Regions from separate parts of the Mus musculus genome. Here region 2 is linked to region 1. Evidence: chromatin contacts called from public Hi-C data. All regions are on one chromosome and are shown on one strand. The core of a region is the stretch at or near the end of the contact, and the rest is flanking DNA. Distances in the headings are between cores, read along the strand shown. Region 1 overlaps Mrps27 (mitochondrial ribosomal protein S27). Region 2 has its middle 3.7 kb from the start of Gm24471.

Region 1 (5,156 bases), core at 2,278-4,777:
TGAGAAGTCCCCCACCTCAGTAATATGCTCTGTTAAAATTTACTTTGTAAATGTAAGAGGAAGCCGTAGGAGACAGTCAGGTAGATGCTTCCTAGAGGAGTCTGCCTTTCAGCACATGGAAGGGTTCATCCAAACACAGGGCTGACTATAGCTCAGAGTCCTCAGGCTTTCAAGAGCAGGAAGTAGTTGATGGTTACTCCTAAGCCAGCAGTTGTACTTCCATCTTAGAACCCTGCTCTGCACTGTATTCAGTACTCAGTACTCAGTACAGCCACCAGAACTAGCAGTGGCCTAAGGTACAGTTTGCTCTACTTGTCTTCAGGCTGCAGCAGACAGTGGATTAGTGGGCAGCTGACGGGACAGCAAGGAAGTGATGGATGAGGGTATCCAGTTCTTGTTCGCCTTCACGGTGTGGATATTGCTTATGGTGATTGCATTACATCACCACTTATGAAACTCAAATACTAGACTCTCAGCCATCAGCTGCTCAGTAGTTCAGCTTTTTAAAACTCCTGTTCTTGAACCAACATGATGGCTCAGTGGGTAAAAGTGCTTGCCACTAAACCTCAGGACTTGAGTTCAGTCCGCAGGATCCACACAGTAGACGGAGAGAACTGACTTCAAGTTGCCCCTGGCTTCCACACGTTATGGTATGTCTGCATACATGGCTGCACACCCATATAAATAAATACATGCAGTAAACATTTTTTAAAAATATGCTTCTTATCATAATATAGTACAAAAATGCAGGACAACTCCTGGTGCACTCAGTTGGTGGTGGGGTTTTGTTTTGTTTTTCATGAATCTCTGGGAGGTTTTTTTTTGTTTTGTTTTAGCTGTTTCAGTCAATTTTTGATCAGCGTTATTGTCACAACATGAAGTAGTTTTCAGGAACATATGCAAGATGCCACTTAAGTGTAGATGATTTAGTTAATTATAGCAGGAAATAGCCTGAAACTTGGCATTTTGTTGTCCTGGAAACAGCCCAGCATTTCATGCATATTTTGAGTGACCTAATTACTTAGAACATCCTGAATAACTACTTCACCCTTACTTCAAATGCTCTTACCTGGTACATTTTTTTATTATGTAATGATTTTTACTCTTTTTCAACCAGTACCCATTTGCAGTTTTTAGCACAAAAATAAAAATGGACAAAATATAATGTCTGGTAGCTGTAGCACAGTGGTGACCCTCTCCTCTGGTTACAAGTGGTAAGCTTTTCTCCGTGGTCCATGTTGTACAGCTGTCACCCAGACCCCAGCAGCTAAAAAGAGAATGTGATAATCTTGAAGGCCTGGGTCTGTAACTAAGGCAACAAGGAAACTGGAGGCTGGTGCCTGCGGACAGGGTGGTGGTGCCTGGGGGGGGGGGGGGGTGATGCCTGTGGACGGGGTGTGGTTTAGGAGGTGGGTAGTGGGCGGGTCTTGGAAGGCAATCTTGGATCTTCCAGCGTGGGTTACACGGGACCAAAGGCTTAGATTTAACAGTGAAATCATCCAGGATGTAGACATGCAACAAGGACAGAGTTTCTAGAATCTAGAATCTTTGTCTTTTTTAACATAATGTGAATGTCAAAGATAACCTTAGTAAGAACTAGGTTTGTCCTAGGAATTATAAATTCAAATGTAGCAAAATGACTTACAGCTAGGTCAAATAATAAGAAAAAAATGAGGAACTACTTAATTATAGTATTGGTTTTTCATTAATAATATTAAGAAATAGTTGTAAACTGTCGATCATAGGGATATAAGCATTGCAATGGGGGAGGCAATTCTAAAGAAAGGCCAGTAGCTAATAGTGTGTGAAGTAGTTCAGCCTTGCCTGTGACTGTGTGAGTAAGGAGTGTAATGGTAAAGACTCAGCAATGCATAGTTCTCTTCTCGTGGAGGTAACTGTTCCTCTGCCCCAAACACACCACCGGCTAAACACTGAAATTGTTAAGTTTTAAAAGGAATTTGCCCTATAAAGAAATAGATGCATAACTCAAGAAAATTAACTGTAGTTTTGTTTACATAATAAAAAAAACTGGGAACACCATAAATCATTAAATAACTGGTCAAGTGAGCAATGTAACACCAGCTCTGAGCCCACTTATTTTTTACTTCTATTTTTTTTCTGTAATGATTAGATTTACATAAAATTATTAGATTTATTTGCTCCTCGCAGGGCATGAGAGCAGAAGACCCCCTCCACACTGTCTGATGGTGCTGTGAGTTCGTTGGTGAGCTGAGCCTCCCATCAGACTCTCCCTCCCTGAAACACCGGGGCTTAAGAGTTGAGTTCCAAACCCGGCATGGTTGTGCACACTTTCACTCCCAGGCCCTGGGAGGTGGATCTCTGAGTCTGAGGCTGGCAGGATCTACAAAGTGAGTTCCAGACCAGCCAGGGCTACAGAGAAATCCTGTCCCAAATAATCAGACAGACAGACAGACAGACAGACAAGGGGGAAAAAAGGGAAAGAAAAGTGTTGAGTTCCAGTTTGAGACTTAGAAGAGAGGAAACCTTTAAACATCCCACCTCAACCAAAACGGTCATTTTTTATAAACAGTTTTCATTTCTGCCTTGCCAGTCCACCCTGAACAAGGAAGCAAAGTTATACAAACTTCGCTTATTCTTTATTCCCACCACAGCTTGAAATATGAAATGTTCTGAAACAGAATTTCCATAAAACCCATGTCCATGAATCCCTGTGGGACAGCAGAGCTATCGCACACCAGAGTTACATGATTGTCACGGGATTGTAGGCAGCGGGAGCAGCCACAGTGCGAGGAGACAGCTTTACCATCACTGTGGATTGAGGGTGGTCCATGTGATATGGGGAGAAGAGTAATCTGAGCATCTGTGGACCTCACAAGGCAGGGCTTTTGTATAGAGTCTTAGTCTCCTCGAGGTCATCTAATTTAACCTCATTTCACAGAGCTAAACTATAATGGAGAAGAAATAAAAGATTTTTTCAGAGATACAAATCTATCTTTAAATAAGGTTGATGTATACAGAGTTATGAATAGTTCACTAAAAAACATTAAAATAATACTGAAAGTTGAGGTATGTCTCTGAAGTCGAGCACTTGACTACTATGCTGGCCCTCCATCTGATTCTCAGCACTGAAAACAAAGTGGGCTGGCATCAAAGCCGAGGTTTGCGGTATCTCTGGCCCCTGAGTTGATTCTCCTTCCTAGTTCATGACTGTGCATCCATTGCACTTGTTCTTGTGTTACTTCAGAAGAAAATGAGCATCTTCCGCGGTAAGCACACTGTGCAGAACAACCAAAAGCAGCTCTCTCTCTCTCTTTATTCATGCTCATTTATTGGTGCTTGACAATTTCATGCGTGTATCTAATGTATGACAGATAAGACAGAGCAATAGTGTGCCCCAGCCTCAAGCCCTTCCTCCATCGAGGCACCTCCTGGTTTGAGGCCTGTTCTTCTTGCTGTATTTCCCACTGACTTTAATTTAATTGCTGATGTTTGCAGGTGAGTGTGGGGATTTCTACTGGATGTGGCCACACCCCTCCCCAGCAGCCATTGTGCATAAGCTCCTCGGCTAGGGGCGGGGCCTTGTGTGCTCCTCACACTGCATTCACTCTTACATTCCTTTTGTTTAGGACTTTCTTAAATCCCAGCCTTACAAAGTGGTAATGACCAAAGGAGACGTGCATCAGGCTGTGAGAGCCGTGTGCTTTGTTCATCTTATTGTGAAAATCTGATAACACAGCAGAGAGTCTCCAATAAAATGAGAGACTAGCAGGCCCATTGTCTCAGAGCTCACTTGGGCAAATGATAAAATCAGATCACACTGTAATTTCCTGGGTTTGATGCGTCATCCTGCTGCTTCTGGGTCTGGCTTGTGTATTTCTGCAGAAAGCACTCAGTGGGTAATGCAAAGAGTATTTCCCAGGCCGCCAGTGTTCAACCACAGGATGTTCTAAAGTTGAGTCAGCCTGCATTCTTCCCCTATCATCCCTTCCTTGGATTTTATTTATCCTTTTATTAAATACCTGTAAGGATTTAAATTGTGGACTGGCTCCACCTGCTCCTACTTCTATGGTGCTCTTACTCTATGTAATAGCAGTTTCTTTTGTGTGACTGTATATACACACCTGTCAGTTCCGTGATGCACACAGTGTGACAGCATGTACCAGTCAGCACATCCGTGGCCTCCCTAGGGTGGAGATTCAACATAATGGAAGGTTTAGAGCTGAGGTGCCTTGCTCATAAGCCTATTGATAGAACTATATTCTAGGACCAGGAGTAAACCAAGATAATTGCCTTAATTCTTTATCATTCAATCTACTTGATGTTATTTTCAACCTTGGAAATGACAAATCATATTCTAGCCAAATGTCCCTTTCTATAGAGTGAATTTAATTAGAGTATAACCTTAGGATAAACTGTTGATCTGGCTGGGGCATGGAGACTGGAGTGGGGTGAGGATGATAAAAGCTTCTATTAGCATTCTACTAACAGGTCTGTGGCGTGAGGCAGTGCCGAGGTGTGATGATTCTCCATTACAGCGGTTAACACTGTACTAAATAAAGTAGCTCTTGGTTCATCTGACTATCTCTTTGTGGTTATTTATTTGGTTGGTTTTTTGAGACAGGGTTCCCCTGTGTCGCTCTGGCTGTCCTGGAACTCACTTTGTAGACCAGGCTGGTCTCGCTCAGAAATCCGCCTGCCTCTGCCTCCCAAGTGCTGGGATTAAAGGTGTGCGCCACCACGCCCGGCTTGCTTTCTCTCTCTCTCTCTCTCTCTCTCTCTCTCTCTCTCTGTTGTTTAATGATGTGATCTCTTTATGTTACCCAGCCTGGCCTCAGACTCCTGGCTCAGGTGACTGCTGTGTCGGCCTCCTCAGCACGGGGAACATAGGCGTGCTCCACTGCCCTGGTTATGCTCTCAGCCATTGGTCCATTGCTGCTGTTCTCTCAGAGGCATTTGTGATTTATTGAATGAATGCCAAAAACATGTCACATTTCAGATGTAACTGAATAGGCAGGTAAGCTCTGAATAGGGCAACCAAATATTGCATTTCACTTCAATTCAGTGAAGGAAATGACATTTGTATTTCTTGGCAGCAGGCATTTCTCTAAAGAAAAGCACAGTGGTAGCCAGAAAGCAAGACTCCGGAGTGTCTATCAGCAGTCCTTATTCAAATT
Region 2 (5,092 bases), core at 1,538-4,037, 310 kb after region 1:
TTTGTTTTTACTCTCATACAATTCCACTTGTCAGTTTTTAAGCTATTTCCTGAGCTCTTGTCTTCCATTTCAGAAAGTCTTCACTTCTGCCTATATTTTAAAGTATTTTTCTTATGTTCTCCTCTAGCAGTTTTAGATTTATATACTAAGATTAATTTTGAATTTATTTTGTGACTAACGAGAGATAAAAATCTAGTTTCATTCTTCTATGTGTGACTAACCAATATTTTACTAAATGGGGGGGGGGGGACTGAAAGCATTTCCTGAATGATATGAGGGTACTGTCTTAGGGTTTTATTGTTGTGAAGAGACACTATTACTAAGGCAACTCTTACAAAAGCAAAAATTTAATTGGATCTGGCTTACAGTTTCAAAGACTACCACAGGGTACATACGCCATTATCATCATGGTGAGAATCATGGCAGTGTGCAGGCAGGTGAGAGGTGCCAAGAGTTCTACATCTGGACCTGCAGGCAGCAGAAGGAGGGCCTCTCTTCTCTACTGGGCGGAGCTTGAGCATAGAACCTCAAAGCCCACCCCAACAGTGATGTACTTCCTCCAAGGCCACACCTACACCAACAAGGCCACACTTTCTAATAGCGCCACTTTCCTCGGGCCAAGCATACTCTAACTGCCACAGGTACTCAAACATTTCTGATCTGTCCATTCTTGTTCAATATAAGCAATGAGGCCTTAGCTAGAGTGCTGTGGCAAGAGACAGAAATGAAAGACATACAAACAGAGAAAATGTTTAGAAGACGTCATGGTCTTACACTTAGGAGACACTAAAGACTCCAGGAAACTGATAGGCCTGATGAACACTTTCAGGAAAGTAGCAGGATACAGAAGTAACTTACAAAATCAGTAACTTTTCTCCACACAAAAAGTAATTTGCTGAAAAAGAAATCAGGGGAAAATATTCATAGTATCTTCAAGAATAATAAGATACCCAGAAATAAACCTAAGGAAGTGAAAAGACCTCTAGATTGAATCTTTAAATGACTGAGGTGAAAGACTTCTAGACTGAATATAAATAACTGAGGAGGAAACAGAAGAATCAGGAAGAAATACCTCCCTCCCGTGCTTATGAACCGGAAGAATTAACATTGTGAAAATGACTATATGCCAAAAGCTACATAGAGTTGACACAATCTCCATCAAAATTTCAATAACATTCTTTAGAGAGCTAGAAAAAAATCCCTCATACCCATCTGAAATGCGCACACACACACACACACCAAAGTGACCCTAAGCAGAAAGGGCAACGTTGTAGGTTTACCTTGCCCCACCTCAAATTATACTTCAGAATTGTAGTAATGAAACCACGATGGTGCCAGCGCAGTACTGACGCCATTTTCACAATAGCTCTTGTTATTGTGCTCAGTGCTCACCAGTGCTTTGGATATACAGTTGATATTTATTACCTCATAACTAGGTTTTCCCTTGGTTTTTATTCAGTGTTCCTCTTGGCTATCTCCATTTTTTGCCTCTCAGTTTTGTCTTTTTACATATTTATTCTCATTCAGATGCTTTATGATCGTGCCAAGGGGAACATTCTGCCTTCTATGTCATGTCTCAATTGCCAATAAGTATTGATCAAGCAAATGGTTCAGCAAGCAAAGGCACATATATCCACATGGCAGCCACATGGTAGAGAGAACTGAGTCCTCACTGCCACACATGCTCTGTGGCATGCCTATGCCACACACATAGGTAAACCACACATAAAACAACCACCACTACCACAACAACAATAAATGTAATAACAAATTTTATTGACCAGGATAGCGTTGTTTTTCGAATAGCCTCCTGGAGAGGTCTGTCCATAAACAGCAGTCGTGGGTATGATGGCCTAAGCAACTATGTGTTCACCTTAGCCAGTTATTCTGAATCTTGCTGATACTGCAACCCTTTAGCACAGTTCCTCCTGTTGAGGTGACCTCCAACCATAAAATTATTTTTGTGGCTACTTCATAAGTATAACTTTGCTACTGCTAAGAATCATACTGTAAATATCTATGTTTTCTGATGGCCTTAGGTGACCCCTGTGAAAGGGTTCTTTGCCCCCAAAAGGGGTTGTGACCCCTAACTTGAGAACCATTGATCTCAGCAATTTATCGCTGACTCATGGTCTCCATATTCTATAGAGGATATTATGAAGACCATTGCTGAGAGCTCATTCACTGGGGTGCGGCTTGATGATTAAGTAAGAACTAACCTGAGAAAAGTGACTGAGATGCAGAACAGACCGGCTAATCCCACTGCAATGTTGTCTGAGGAGGTGGACTCAAAACAGGAGAAACCAGGAAGAGATTGCTTTATACAAAGCAAGGAGTCAGGACAGTAGCCTGCATCTTTCAGTCTGAAGTCAGGTAGAATCTCGTCACCATGGCAACTGGCTCTATAGAATACACACTTGGAAAAAAATAATCACAATAAAAATGGTATGAATCTGAGTGGCTGACAAAGAGGGACAGGAAACAAAAGAGGCTACCAAGGTGAGTCTACACGGTTGAGCTCCTGAACATGCAAGCTTCCTGATGTGGCTTGCAAGGCACATCCTGTTTCAGGACCTGACATCCCCAAACTCCATATCTCACTCAGCCCACCTACAGAACGGCACAGGCTTTGACTCCATGTTCCCACCAGCCCCTGCTGGCTTGGAGACATCACCATTCTTTTTTTCTGAGTTCCGTCTCATTATCTAATTTGCTCTCTCACCAGAGGTTTTGGAGAACATCCACATTGTGATTGGCTAATGTGGAGACACAAGCACAGTGAAAACAGGGTTGCTTGCCTTGGGCCATGTGTTGCCTCTTTGTTCTTAGGCTCTGAAGACAACCAATAGCAGGTTACAACTCAAGTGTCGATTCAGGCGTTCTGCCACACATAATTAATCTGATTTTAAGCTTTGCACTCCCTTCCAGGGGCTCTGTCCTTTCCCACACCCCCGTACAATCTTTGGGTGACACACTTTTCTAAGCTTGCTTATTCTGCAAAGTTTCATCTCAGGGAGCCCTGGATGTCTCTGTTGGAGAAAAACAGGAAATGAGCGGGGGGCTGCCACCCTGTCATCTCTAGACATTACATCACCTGCCCCTGGCCTTTCTGTCTGCATTGCTTTGATCCCGCCTGGCTTCTTAAAAGCTCTTGTTTTTGCTGTTAGCATTTTCCAGGAGCCTCTTTGGGTCCTGGGATGTCACCTCTCTGGCATGATTCCTTCAGGCTTGTGTCATCCCTTGTGTTTGTCTTTGACTAAATGTGTTCCCTGCTCCTCCCTTTTTTTCCTCTGAAGGAACAATGTCATACCACTCGTATTTTATCTCAGTCTCTCCCAGACCTCCTAATTAAGGCATCTTCCTTGGTAGAGCGTCAGGCAATGAGATCGGATCTATCTTTCTGGCTTCCGTCCTGAGCCTTCAGCTGCCCAGACCACACACTTGCTGTTCAGTTCCAGAGGGGTGAGAACCAAAGCGTTTGCCTTAAAAATGCAACCCTATTCTAGGGTCTGAAATTAAAGCAAAAATGAAACAGCGGGATTAATAAGGAAAATAAAGGGTCTTATGAACTCAGATTTCCTTGATCACCTGGGATATATATCATGAAAAATGGTAGGCCTCACTCTTGGCTTTTCAAATCTCTAAGATCAAAATCTTTTATATTAGCTTTGTGTGCATGCATGTGCACACTTGAGGGATGTATGTGCACGTGTATGGATGTGCTTGTATTGAGGAACAGCACATGAGAGTCCCACTATGTAGCCCTTGGGTGCAACTTCATGTTGTGGGAAATACTTAAAAAGAACTGGCACATTCCCGGCATATGTGCCGGCAACTCTCAGCCCCACTGTGGTCCCACTGGCTCTGTCTCTATCTGCCAACTCTCCAGCGGGGCCGGAGTTCCCAAGTTTCTCTCGTTGCCATGCAACGACCATCCACCCCACGGTCAGCCACCACAACACCTATCTATGCGGTAGAAACAAAACTCTTGAAGCTTAAAATTAACCAATCAGATTTATGTATCAATAAATTCTCAATTTACAAGATTCCAATACAATAATTTCAGAACCAATTGATAATGATAAAAGCTTTATCACAATGATTCTAACTTTATGATACCATAATCACCTGTGGCTGGTTAAAGCCACACTGGTTCATGTCCTCCTCCATCTTGGCCTTCCTCTTTTCCCCTCTGAGATGCTCTCTGTCCTGCAACTCTTAGCACTGTCTCCCTTTTCCCTGTCCAATCACAGGCCTCCTCTTGCCCTAATGTAACTGGACAGGGAAAATTCTGTGACAATTCCATACCTGGCTAAAAGCATTAATTTTTGGCAATGTCATCAGCTTTTTCTGAGATATCTTAAGATATTCTAGACAACCACTTCCATGGAAGTCAGAAGAAAGAAGCACCAGCAAGATTTCTGGCTAAAATGGATTCTAAAGTCAAAGACTAGCTGTTTGCTTGGGCCATTTTAACACTGTCAATTGAAGCCCTCCTAATTTAGTAATATTTGTTTTAACAGTTTGTGTGTATAGGTGTTTCACTATGTTTCATCTATGCTTATGTATTAAGTGCATGGAGTGCCCAGGGGGGCTGGAAGGGGACATTAAATCCCCAGGGACAGGAGTTACAGATGTTTCTAAGCTGCCATCGGGCGTTAGGAGTCAAACCCATCTCCTCTAGAAGAAAAGTATGTGTTCCTAACTGCTGAGCCATCTTTCCAGTCCTAAAACCCTCCCAATTTTAAATGAATCTTTCAGACTTGGTCAGAACAGAGGCCAGCATTGGAAGAAACGAGACTTTAAATATTAGTGAGAAAATCCTGCCTGAGACGCAGAACCAGAGTTTCTCACTAAAGTAGTCAGTGCTGCATGACTTGTCGCCTTAGGACTTTTTAGAGAGTGTGTCACACACACTGTGATAGACATTGGAGCTTTGGCTGTAGACATGCATCTCACAGCCAGGCAGCACTACCTCTCTCTGAGTAAAGCCTCTTCCTCTTCAGCCTTCTCTTACTCATTCAGCTTGCCTCACTATACATGATCTTATGTGACTTGAATCCCTATGCAAACCAACTTGACACAACAATAC

The links. A called contact is a pair of places that touch in the nucleus more often than the background predicts.
Region 2: a contact with region 1 is called in a Hi-C map of muscle stem cells, with 2.0 times the contacts expected there. The contact joins two enhancer-like sites. A contact is called at or near these places in 9 of 39 promoter capture datasets (the 3T3-L1 cell line, 3T3-L1-derived adipocytes, the C10 cell line and 5 more), 2 of 15 datasets of contacts at CTCF or cohesin (large pre-B cells and pro-B cells), 4 of 484 Hi-C or Micro-C datasets (the HPC-7 cell line, muscle stem cells, myocytes and 1 more) and 2 of 115 datasets of contacts at active chromatin or transcription factors (T-cell acute lymphoblastic leukemia and astrocytes).

Annotation. Positions count from the first base shown.
Region 1 is chr13:99,381,219-99,386,374 of GRCm38.p6, forward strand. The region is part of intron 4 of Mrps27 (mitochondrial ribosomal protein S27); the gene reads left to right. Among named protein-coding and RNA genes, the nearest start is that of 6430562O15Rik, 29 kb to the right of the region's middle. Within about 2 kb of position 3,528, at least 63 of the 459 cell types and tissues checked have an H3K27ac peak or open chromatin away from gene starts, as enhancers often do. A contact at or near this core is called in muscle stem cells, where this site is marked.
Region 2 is chr13:99,693,679-99,698,770 of GRCm38.p6, forward strand. No RefSeq gene overlaps it. Among named protein-coding and RNA genes, the nearest start is that of Gm24471, 3.7 kb to the left of the region's middle. Within about 2 kb of position 2,788, at least 13 of the 459 cell types and tissues checked have an H3K27ac peak or open chromatin away from gene starts, as enhancers often do. A contact at or near this core is called in muscle stem cells, where this site is marked.